Linked DNA regions of Sus scrofa: regions 1 and 2 are each linked to region 3. A link is a contact called in public HiChIP or PLAC-seq and promoter capture Hi-C data. All regions are on one chromosome and are shown on one strand. Each heading gives the region's core, a stretch centred on a gene start, on an enhancer-like site or on the middle of the called end of the contact. The rest is flanking DNA. Distances are from core to core; before and after follow the strand shown. Region 1 holds the start of PACSIN3 (protein kinase C and casein kinase substrate in neurons protein 3). Region 2 holds the start of AGBL2 (cytosolic carboxypeptidase 2). Region 3 holds the start of PSMC3 (26S protease regulatory subunit 6A).

Region 1 (3,468 bases), core at 573-3,072, 190 kb before region 3:
CGGCCGGGGGCTCCCCCGGCGGGAGTCGGTCCCATTGCAAACTTTCGGAGCGGGAGGAGGAGAGGGCGGGCTCGAGCAGCAGCTCCTGCCGCCGCCTCCCCACGGTCCCCGCCCGGGCAGCACTCACCGCGTCCTCCCTGGGCGCCTCGGCGGGTGGGGGTCTGGCCACGCTCCTGCCCGAGTCCTGCGGCTCCCAGGCCGGGGCCACCGCCTCCCGGAGTGCGCCGGGCCCTCCCCCGGGAAGCCCAGCCCCCGGCCCCGCCCTCTCCTCGGCTCTGCTGCCCCAACCCCACCGGCTAGCGGCGGGGGCGCAGGAGCTGCCTGCATCGCGGCTCCAGGGGCGCGGGCCTTGGGGTCTTGGGTCCCGAATGAGGGCCGACTCTCCTGGGTGGTGCCTCGGCGCTATAGGGAGTCAGATTTCGGCTTTGCCCCTCCCAGGCCTCCTCAGAGCCTGGGAGACCAGTGGAAGCGGGAAGGGATGGGGCCTGCACCGGCTCCCTTTGGAGGGAGGTCTGGGGCTACACTGCCTTACTCTTTTTGCTGAGCACAGCTTTCTTAGTTAGAAATTAGCTCCGACGAGGCTCATAACCATCCTCTTGCAAGCATTAGGGCTCCCGTTGAATAGATGCAGAAAGTGAGGCTCAGAGACCTCAGAGCTGTAGTCAGGCAGGTCCGGGACTCCAAAGACCCCTTCCTTGCACAGCCCTCCTTGCCAGTCTGGGGGCCCATTCTGAGGACTAGGTCTGACTTCGGTGGGGGTGGGGCAGAAAGGCTTGAGCTCCTCCCCCTCCGCGTTATTCCCAGATAGTGTATCACGATTCTTTTTTTTTTAACTCAATGAATCTTATTACATTTATAGTTCACCACAACGATCATCACAACCCAATTACGATTCATTCTTAAACCCCTTCGCCCTTCCATCCCCTTTGTCAGCTACCAAAGGTTTGGTAGATCTTTCCAGAATGCCCCGATACCACCCCCCACACTGAATAAATCCCTTCTTCCTCACCCCCTTGCCCCCCACCCCGAGACATTTCGGAGCCTATCCGTCGGTTATTTATATCCACTGGAGCGGTCCAAGAATGTTCCGAGGCTGACCTAACCGCCACCTGCTCGACCGCCTCTCCCTTCCCGCTCCCTCTAGGGCTGGGGGACCCGCGGCGCTGCCCTCCGTCTGGCAGCAGAAAGGGGGCGCAGGTCGCCGGAATCCGACGCCTGGGCCGCTCCGGGAGTCCGAGCGGCCCAAGTTGCTGGGGGTTGCAAACCCTCCCGCGTGCTCTGAGGAGCGCCTCCCCAGAGGACAGAGCGGCGCTCTGGGAGGCCAAGAGCCATGCTGTTCTCCCCGCAGCACGTACTCTTCGTCCCCACCCGCTGCAGCCCCACCCCCGCCCCCACTCCTTGAGGAGTGTGAGTATGAGAGCACAGATTTTCAAACGGCAGCTTTAAAAATAGCAAAATTATGTAGTTTCTAAATCCCGGAGGAATCACGTTCGCGTTCTTTGGGCAGATAAATCTGCTCATAAAATGGAAAGGGGGCCTAAAGAGAATGAATGGGAGTAATTTCAGGTGGTAATTTTAGCTGCTGAGGGCTGACTTCTCCGCAGTCCTTGTGGGAGGGTGCAATCGTCAGCTGGGCACCTGAGACAGCTGCGCAATCGTACCTGAGTAGTGGATCCTTGCCTTGGCGCTCACAGGGTGTGTACGCAGCAGAACGTAGCTTCTGAAACAAGTTTCAACACCCACTCTCTCTGTTGGGACTTGGACAAGTCCTTTTTCCTCCATATCTGTTTCTACCTCTGTGAAACATGACGGGTGACTGGGCTGACCTCCCAAATGGGCATGTGCCCCAGCTAATTAATGATTGTAAAACAACTAACTGCAAATCAGAGGAGCTGAGGTAATAGCTAATGACAGCCATAAGGTTCTGTATTATTCAAAATCAGTTAACATCCCACCTAGTGCCTGGGGGCCTCTAGGCACCTGGACAGAAAGTGTGAAAACACAAGAATGAAGTTAATTACAGGAGCCACCTATTAAAACCCTATTAAAAATAAAGGCTGCAAGCCAGGCTTTGGGATCTGAGGAAGCTAGGTCACAGAGAGACTCAGAAAACAGGGCTGTTCATCAGACCACAAGAGGGAATGCTAGTGGAAAACATCTGGCTTCCCCTGGGTTCAGATCTGGAGGCAGCAAGCAGAAATGTTGCAGCTGATCTTAATTGCCTCTAAAGTACTGCAGGGAGAAAAAATAAACCAAAACCCAGGGATACTAAGCTGCTTCAAGGGTGAAAGGAGACAGAGCTAACCTTGGAAAGCCAACCCCTGCCAGTGCTGCCCCAGGGCTCATATGTCTGTGCTCTGTGGCCAGAGCCCCTACACATTCACAGGGCTCCACCGTGAGGTACACAACTTGAACAGAGTTTAAGATGAGATGCCCGAGGTCAGAGACTAAGCGGACAGAAACCCAGAGACGCAGCTTGGCTCAGGGCACCAGGCGGCAGATTGGTCCAAAGCCCAAGTTCACAACACTCACAGACTCACCTTGACTTTCTGGAATGTCCTAACCACAGTACCTTCATTATTTATTTATGCCTTCATTCATCCAGTCAAGAAAACATTTGAATTTTGGCTTTATGCTTAGCCGTATGCTGGGTGTTGGGAATACAAAGACCAATAAGGCAGAGCCATAAGTTTATGATAATGAGATAATATGGACAGGAAGTACTATGGGAAAACAGAAGCAGAAGAGACCACCTTTCACTGAGTGATGACACTTGACTGGTCTTGATGAACAGGAATGAGTCATGTGCAGAGGCATTCTAGGCGGGAGCACTAGGGTGTGCCAAGCCCCAGAGGTGTTAGCTTATGACTTGGTGACCCAGCAATTCCACTTTTTGGTATCTACCCTAGACAAACATGTACAAGTGCAGAAAAAGGTACAGGGAAATTTGTGTATAGTATTTTTTTGCAATAAGGGAAAAACTGCAAACAGATGTCAATCAAGAGGGCAATGGTTGAATAATCCTAAAGTTCACTCATGCTGTGGGTTGCTCTGCAACATTTAAAGCACAGTGTAGATAGAGATGTGGAGGGTTGGGGGGGTATTTTTGGCTTTTAAGGGCTCACCCGAGACATATGGAGGTTCCCAGGCTAGGGGTCGAATTGGAGCTGTAGTGGCTGGCCTACACCATAGCCACAGCAGCACAGGATCCGAGACACGTCTGCAACCTACAACACAGCTCACAGCAACACAGGATCCTTAACCCACTGAGCAAGGCCAGGGATGGAACCTTTGTCCTCATGGATGCTCGTCAGATTCATTTCCGCTGAACCACAACAAGAACTCTCAAGTTGTTTTCTTATATGAAGATCCCCAAGACACTATTGAATAAAAAAAAGCAAAGTTGCAGAACACTCAAAATATTCAGAGAATACACACCAAACTGATCATGGTGATTCTCTCTAGTGG
Region 2 (3,314 bases), core at 347-2,846, 250 kb after region 3:
GGCCAGGGGCTGTAGCTCTGATTTGACCCCTAGCCTGGGAACCTCCATATATCACAGGTGCAGCCCTAAAAAGCCAAAAAAAAAAAGTACTTTTCACTAATGGTGATGGAAAAACTCATCATTAGTTGATTTAAGCATAACTCTCCCAGTTAAACAATTCACTTTATGAACCCGGGAAAGGTGATGCTAGATAAGAGTGAGCTATTACCTTTAAAGTAACCATAGTACTGGAGGTGATGGTACATAAAATCTTCATAGGGATCAGGAAGAGTCTGTAAAATGAAAGACCATCTCAATCAGGAAAGAGCTTTCATAATAACAAGCATAATAGTCTGTCATAAGAGTAATACTGACTCTTGGAGTTCCTGTCGTGGTGCAGTGGAAACGAATCTGACTGGGAACTGTGAGGTTGCAGGTTTGATCCCTGGCCTTGCTCAGTGGGTTAAGGATCTCGCGTTGCCATGAGCTGTGGTGTAGAGGTGGTTGAGATCTGGTATTGCTGTGGTTGTGGTGTAGGCTGGCAACTGCAGCTCTGATTAGACCCCTAGCCTGGGAACCTCCATATGCTGTAGGTTCGGCCCTAAAAAGACAAAAAATAAATAAAAAAAAATAATAATACTGGCTCTTAACCAAAGTACAGAAGCATTGTTACAGAGGACACTATACCTAGAATTTCTGTAAACAAACCAAGTGAAACACCTTTACGCATATTATTCCATCTTTGGGATCAAGATCTCCAGCCAGAAAAAGGTGCCACCAGGATATATTTTCTAATCTAGTACTGGATTTCTGTGGTGTTTCTGGAGAGGGGTATTACTAACCTTCGGCTTTGGCTCTTTTTCCAATGCTGGGAACATGTTACTTCTACATGGTATGCTGAAGACCAGTCAGTGACACGGCGTCCAGCCACACCCTTGCCCAATTTCCAAAAGGCACCTGATTATTAGACAGATGAAGCTAAAAAAACCACAGGAGGACAACCGAAAAAACTCGAAATACGTCCACGCCCCCTGTCGCCTTGCTCTCTTTTCTGCTAACCCACCCGCTCCTCAAACAAGGACCCAGCCGGTGGTGCCCACCGTGAGGCCTGAATGCGCACCTGATGAGGAAGGGCGGCTTGTCTTCAAGCCTCCTTCTCCCGAAGCCCCAGGACTCCTGCCGGCCCCATTGCTTTCTTCTCCCTAAGAAGGAGCTGCCTACCACCAGGACGCCGCAGGAAAGATTAAGAAAAAGGGATGGAGGGATCCGGCGGAGTCGTCTCTGTGGACATGGAAAAGAAAGATCAGGGGTCGGGAGAGTGGGCTCTTAAAACGAATTCAGGGTTTCAATGTTTCCTTATCTGGGAGAAGGTGGCGAAAGACAGTTTCCTGAAGAGGCGCGGGAGCGGGCGTAGAGATTTCCTAGGAGGGGACAGGGGAGACTGGCTACCCTAGCCAGTCGGGCTAGCAGGGATGGGCGCGGCGCCAACAGCAGCAGCAAAGGAGCCGGAGCGAGCCTGGAGGCACCGCAGCGCTCGGCGAAGACGAAGCGCTCGCCTTGCTCGCTTGCCACAACTTTCTGCAAGGGCCTGGGTAGCCTAGCAACCGCGAGGCGGAAGCGAGAGGGCGGGGCAGCTGGGCGCTTCCGGGGAGCGAGGCCCCAAGGAATAGGTGTGGAACCCGGATGAAGTCGATCACTTGGCGGGGGTACCAGTTTCAGCCTCATTCCTCGTTTCGCACAATATACTGCAGACCCGCTTCGGGGTATTCGAAGGTATATTAATGGGCAAACACAACGCCAGTAGTGCTCAACATACTCCAAACTTAGTTGCTATTACTTAGCTAGCTTTAGGGAAACTGTTAAGTATTGCTCAAAGAGAGCGGCTTCCTCTCTCCTTCCACCTTCCTAGGCTCTCCATCCCCTGGCTAGACTTGAAAAACAAGTTAATATGCTCCATTCTGGTAGGATAGAGACAAGTATGTACTCTGCAGCAATTCTTGGAAGTTTGGAAAACTGTTAGGCAAAGCAAAAGCTTTAATGGCTAGTTGATAGCCTTTATTTTCAGAAATTTGCTCTCTGCAAATTGCAAGAAAAACAATCTATATACAAAATGGTCACCCTAATATTTGCATAATGGTAAATAAAAAACAACACACTAGCATACACAACACTGATCCGACAACTGCATGCATATAAATATATTGGAATAAAATTCTAACTATTGTCTTTGGTTAACTTGGTATGACTATAACCATAAGTATTACTTTTGAAATCAGAGGAAAAAATATAAAGCACCTTTATTTTTTTTTCAAACTATTAGCCACATTACATCATTTCCAGGATTTAAGTAGGCCAAATATCAGTTAATATTACAGAGTACAAGATCCAAAATTGAAGTCATACAGTACCTTTTGGTACTAGAGGACTGTTTTTCTAATCCTGTCCCTAACTCCTGAACAAGATCTAGACATTCTTGACAAGATCTTGACATTCTTTTTTCATGACAGGACATGTCTGCCCATGTCTTATACTGTAGTTGATTATAAAAAAATTGACTTAAGTCTTGGTTAACATAATCATGGAGTAATAATCAAAACAGGAGCAAAAGGATAACCAATCAGAAGTATAAAAAAAGCTTTATTAGTGCATATGTACAAATTTACAAGGTCAGAAACTGGAGAAATACAAACAGCTTTAAAACACAATTTGCTTTTTCTTCAGTTTAAAGTGACTTTTACCTGATTGTGATACAATAGAAAGTACAGAAGAGTAAACTGCTTTTTAAATACTGGAATTTTATGGAGAATACATTCACACATAAAAGGGAGGTGAACTTTGGACCAAGTCAAGAAAATGGAAACACATTAATACATGGAGTGGCTCTTATTACGTTTACTGCCACATATGTAAGGGGGAAATTCTCATAATCAAGGACATGAACACCTGCTGCCGCTGCTGCCTATATTGAAATTTAAATGTCACCTAGTATGTGAAATGACTGAGCTATAAGTTCTAGAATCTGTGGGAAAGAATACTCTGAAGAGTGTGGCCATCTGTTAGTACCAGGTGAACAACCTGCTATACTCAGCACTTCAGGCATGGCAGACTAGAGGAAGAGGTCAGAAAGAGATTCCTATAATCCCAGTTAAGCAAGGTAGAATACAGAGCTGCCTTCTTAATTGCACTTGTTCTGAAGAAGTTAATGAGAGAGAGCGCCACACTAGGAAATACATTGCCTCTACTGGGCAGGAAAATCATTCTTCCTTAGTGGGTCCTCTACAGAGGTGTCATATTCATGAGCCATATGTTCAGACTGATGAGGTTAATGGCTCTAA
Region 3 (3,375 bases), core at 682-3,181:
AAAGATTCCAGGTGCAGACTCAGTAACTGCCTTCAGTAAGGCTCCCTAGTCCTGTCCCCCATAGACCCATCCTACAGTTGAAACCAGCCTCACCTGTCGTGTAGAGGTTTTGATCACTGCACACTTGCCCTTCCTCTGGGAATCCAGGTCAATATTGGCACCATCTTCCTCTTGGTCATTGGGATCAACGTCCAGAAGCTGGGAAAGGAAAAAGCTCAGCTCAAGAAGCCCTGCTCAGCCCCCTGACCTCTCCAGAGCCCAGTACTCCTGGAGCCGAGAATACTCACAGGACTGGCCACCCCTATCTCACGCCTCAGACTAGCCCTGAGCCCAGCAAAGGTGTAGTTAATAAGCCAGAGGATTGGTTAAGATTCTGTTCAGGTGTTGCTTCTCTGCACGGAGGTCATCTACCCCTCAAGGAAAAACAGCCAGTAGGAAAGGAAACGTGAGGAGGCCTCTTCAGCCCCATGTATCTCCCCTGGAAATTCACTCTACAAAGGAAACCCTAAAAAGGATGCCCCTTACATGCGATTAGGCCTCCAAACGCCCACCCACTCTTTCCCCAATGGTCCCCTTGCAGGTTATCTCCAAGCCCCAGTGACCCTCTCTCTTCCCCTCCACATACACACACACCTCGATGACGTTGGAGACCAGGTACGGCAGGGTCTTATTCACTTTGATTTTCTCACTGTTCTCTTTGATCTTGTCCTTCATGGCTTGGAGTTCGTGGGTGACTCGTAACACTTCACTCTTCATGATCTGGGGTAGGGGTAAGTGGAAGCAAACATTCAGCCTTAGCTCTCAGCTTGTCCTAAGGCCTTGTAACTAGTGAAGTCCAGGTTGCCCAAGGGACCCTCCTGCACCGGTGCTCTCAGCTCTAAGGCTCCCTGAAAGCTCAGGCTGTGTCCACAACCAGCAGAGGTCAAAACAGGAGGCCAGTCTGGACACCTCCTGGCGAAATAGCTGGAGTAAAGGGAAAAAGAACATGACTTTAGTCAACCAAACAGAGATTTTAGCTTCTGCCTTTTGTTACAGGCTGTGTACTTCACCAGAGTAAAAAAAAACCTCTGTGAGCCTCAGTTTCTTCATCTGTAAAACGGGGACTTCCTAAAAAAGGGATTCTCCAGGGGAAGACTGAAAGACCTCGCTGGGAAAGGCAGTCTGATGAGTCCTCCTCTCAGGCCTGGTCTCCTGCTACCCTCTCTTCTGGTCCCTTTTAAAGCTTAGTTTTCTTCTCTCTTTTCCTGGTCAGAGGGCGGTCCCCACACCGCCCCTAGGGAGGTCGAGAAAGACGTGAGAGTAGCAGCTGGGATCAGGGGTTGTGCGCCCACCTTGATTTCACTGTCCAGCAGCCGTGTGCGCTGCACGATCTCTTCTGTGGACATCTTGAGTACTTCCTCCCCGATTCCATCTTGCTGTGAAAAAATTTTTTTATTAAACTCAGGGCAGCTAACTGATGACTGTGAGCTCAGCCTCAGTTTCCTCATCCATAAAACCATAAGACCCTTGCCCACATCCCCAGCGGCCCCAACCCCCGGACCGGGCTAGCTCTTGACCCCCCCCGCCCCCAGCCACCGCCTCCCCTCCTGACAAGAGCATCTCTACGCTGGCCCCTGGCTCCAAGACCCCAAGCTCTCCCGCCGCGCACCTCAGCCTCATCCCACACCGTCGCCATCTTCTCCTGCCGAGTCACTGGACTCTCGAGCTGCGGCAGCAGATTCATTTCCTGGAGGAGAAGGTTGAAGATTAAACCGGACAGCAGCCGGGGCGAGAGATTAATAATGTCTTTCTTAACTCCTGCGCTTGACTAACGCCAGCCCTCTTTCTCCAAGTCCTGACTCTTGACAGAATTAGCTTGCGCCGCGTTACCACAGCGAATCTGCGTCTGCGATTCAAAAGACGAGGCCCGGGCCACAGGACCCGCCCCTAAGGCTCCGGAACCGTTCCCGCCCTCGTCCTGTTTATGCCATCGCAAGAGGTAATGCGCTATTGGCTGACACGCGCAGAGGGGCGTGGCCTTGATGTAAAAACGTAAGAGGAAGGAGAAAAGAGGGGAACGAGACGGCCTTTGGGCAATGTAGTCCTAGTCCAGCGGGCGCATGAAAAGGCTCTTTTGCTGCTTTTGGCGCGGGCGGGAGCGAGGGCGAGGGGTGCATTCCCGGCAAATGGAAGTTCCCAGGCTAGGGGTGGAGTCGGAGCCACAACCACAGCAACTCGGTATCATAGCCTCATTTGCGGCCCACACCGCAGCTCGCGGCCAAGCCAGAACCCCAGCCCAGTGAGCAAAGCAAGGGATGAACCCGCATCTTCAGGAATACTAGTCGGATTTGTTTCCGCTACACCACAACAGGAACCCCTGAAAAGCCATTTTTGAAGGGGGGCTTTCAACCTCAGAAACTGGCCCAGTTAAGAATTAGGGAATTCTCTTAATGGAGTTCCTGTTGTGGCTCAGCAATTACCAACTGACTAGTATCCCGGAGGATGCAGGTTTGATCCCTGGTCTGGCCCAGTGGGCTAAGAGGCGTTGCTGCAAGCCTCTTGGTAGGTCACTGATGTGGCTCAGATCTGGCATTGTAGCTGTAGCTTAGGCCGGCAGCTGCAGCTTCGATTTGACCCCTAGCCTGGAAACTTCAGTATGCTGCAGGTGTGGCCCTTATAAAATAAAAAAAATGGGAGTTCCCATTGTGGTTCATGGGAAATGAATCTGACTAGCATTCATGAGGACGCAGGTTCCATCCCTGGCCTCGCTCAGTGGTTTAAGGACTCTGTGTTGCCTGACCTGTGGTGTAGGTCATAGATGTGGCTCGGATCTGTCGTTGCTGTGGCTGTGGCATAGGCCAGTGGCTACACCTCCAGCCCTAGCCCCGGGAACCTCCATATGCCACGAGTGGAGCCCTGAAAAAAAAAAAAAAGAATTAGGGGATTCCCTAAAAGAGGGTGGGCCTCATCCAATCAGTTGAAGATCTGACTAGCACAAAAAGGCTGACTATCCCCAGGGAAAGAGGGAACTCTTCCTGCCTGACTGCCTTGAACTGGCACATGGGTCTTTTTCAGGATTGAGACTTGAACTGAAACATCAGCCTCTTTCTTCTAGGGTCTTGTACCTGCTGGCTTTCAGACTAGAATTTACACTATCAGCTCTCCTGGTTCTCAGGCCTTATGATTTTGATGAAGCTAAACCATCAGCATTCCTGGGTTTCCAGTTTGTCAATTTACTCTACAGATATTGGAGACTTCCCACCTCCATAAATATCCTTTTTTTTTTTTTTTTTTTCTTTTTATGGCTGCACCCATAGCATATGGAAGTTCCCTGGCTAGGGGTTGAATTGGAGTTGCAGCTTTGGCTTACACCACAGCCACAGCAACACCAGATCT

What was found. Promoter capture Hi-C pulls out the DNA fragments that hold promoters and counts their contacts. HiChIP or PLAC-seq counts read pairs in DNA pulled down with a chosen protein or histone mark.
Region 1: a contact with region 3 is called in a promoter capture Hi-C map of liver, with 2.3 times the contacts expected there. The contact joins the promoter of PACSIN3 here to the promoter of PSMC3 in region 3. A contact is called at or near these places in 2 of 5 promoter capture datasets (fetal skeletal muscle and liver) and 2 of 47 Hi-C or Micro-C datasets (embryonic fibroblasts and liver).
Region 2: an H3K27ac HiChIP or PLAC-seq map of alveolar macrophages shows a contact between it and region 3. The contact joins the promoter of AGBL2 here to the promoter of PSMC3 in region 3. A contact is called at or near these places in 1 of 5 promoter capture datasets (liver) and 1 of 2 datasets of contacts at active chromatin or transcription factors (alveolar macrophages).

What each region holds. Positions count from the first base shown.
Region 1 is chr2:15,378,651-15,382,118 of Sscrofa11.1, reverse strand. PACSIN3 (protein kinase C and casein kinase substrate in neurons protein 3) reads right to left here and starts at 1,822. Exons shown (of 10, transcript XM_021085228.1): 1 at 1,662-1,822.
Region 2 is chr2:14,931,470-14,934,783 of Sscrofa11.1, reverse strand. AGBL2 (cytosolic carboxypeptidase 2) reads right to left here and starts at 1,596. Exons shown (of 15, transcript XM_021083073.1): 1 at 1,100-1,596; 2 at 822-936; 3 at 209-272. The coding sequence starts at 857. FNBP4 (formin-binding protein 4) reads right to left here. Exons shown (of 17, transcript XM_021083063.1): 17 at 2,597-3,314.
Region 3 is chr2:15,184,038-15,187,412 of Sscrofa11.1, reverse strand. It overlaps PSMC3 (26S protease regulatory subunit 6A), which reads right to left and starts at 1,931. Exons shown (of 12, transcript XM_003122809.3): 1 at 1,649-1,931; 2 at 1,332-1,415; 3 at 634-759; 4 at 94-198. The coding sequence starts at 1,723.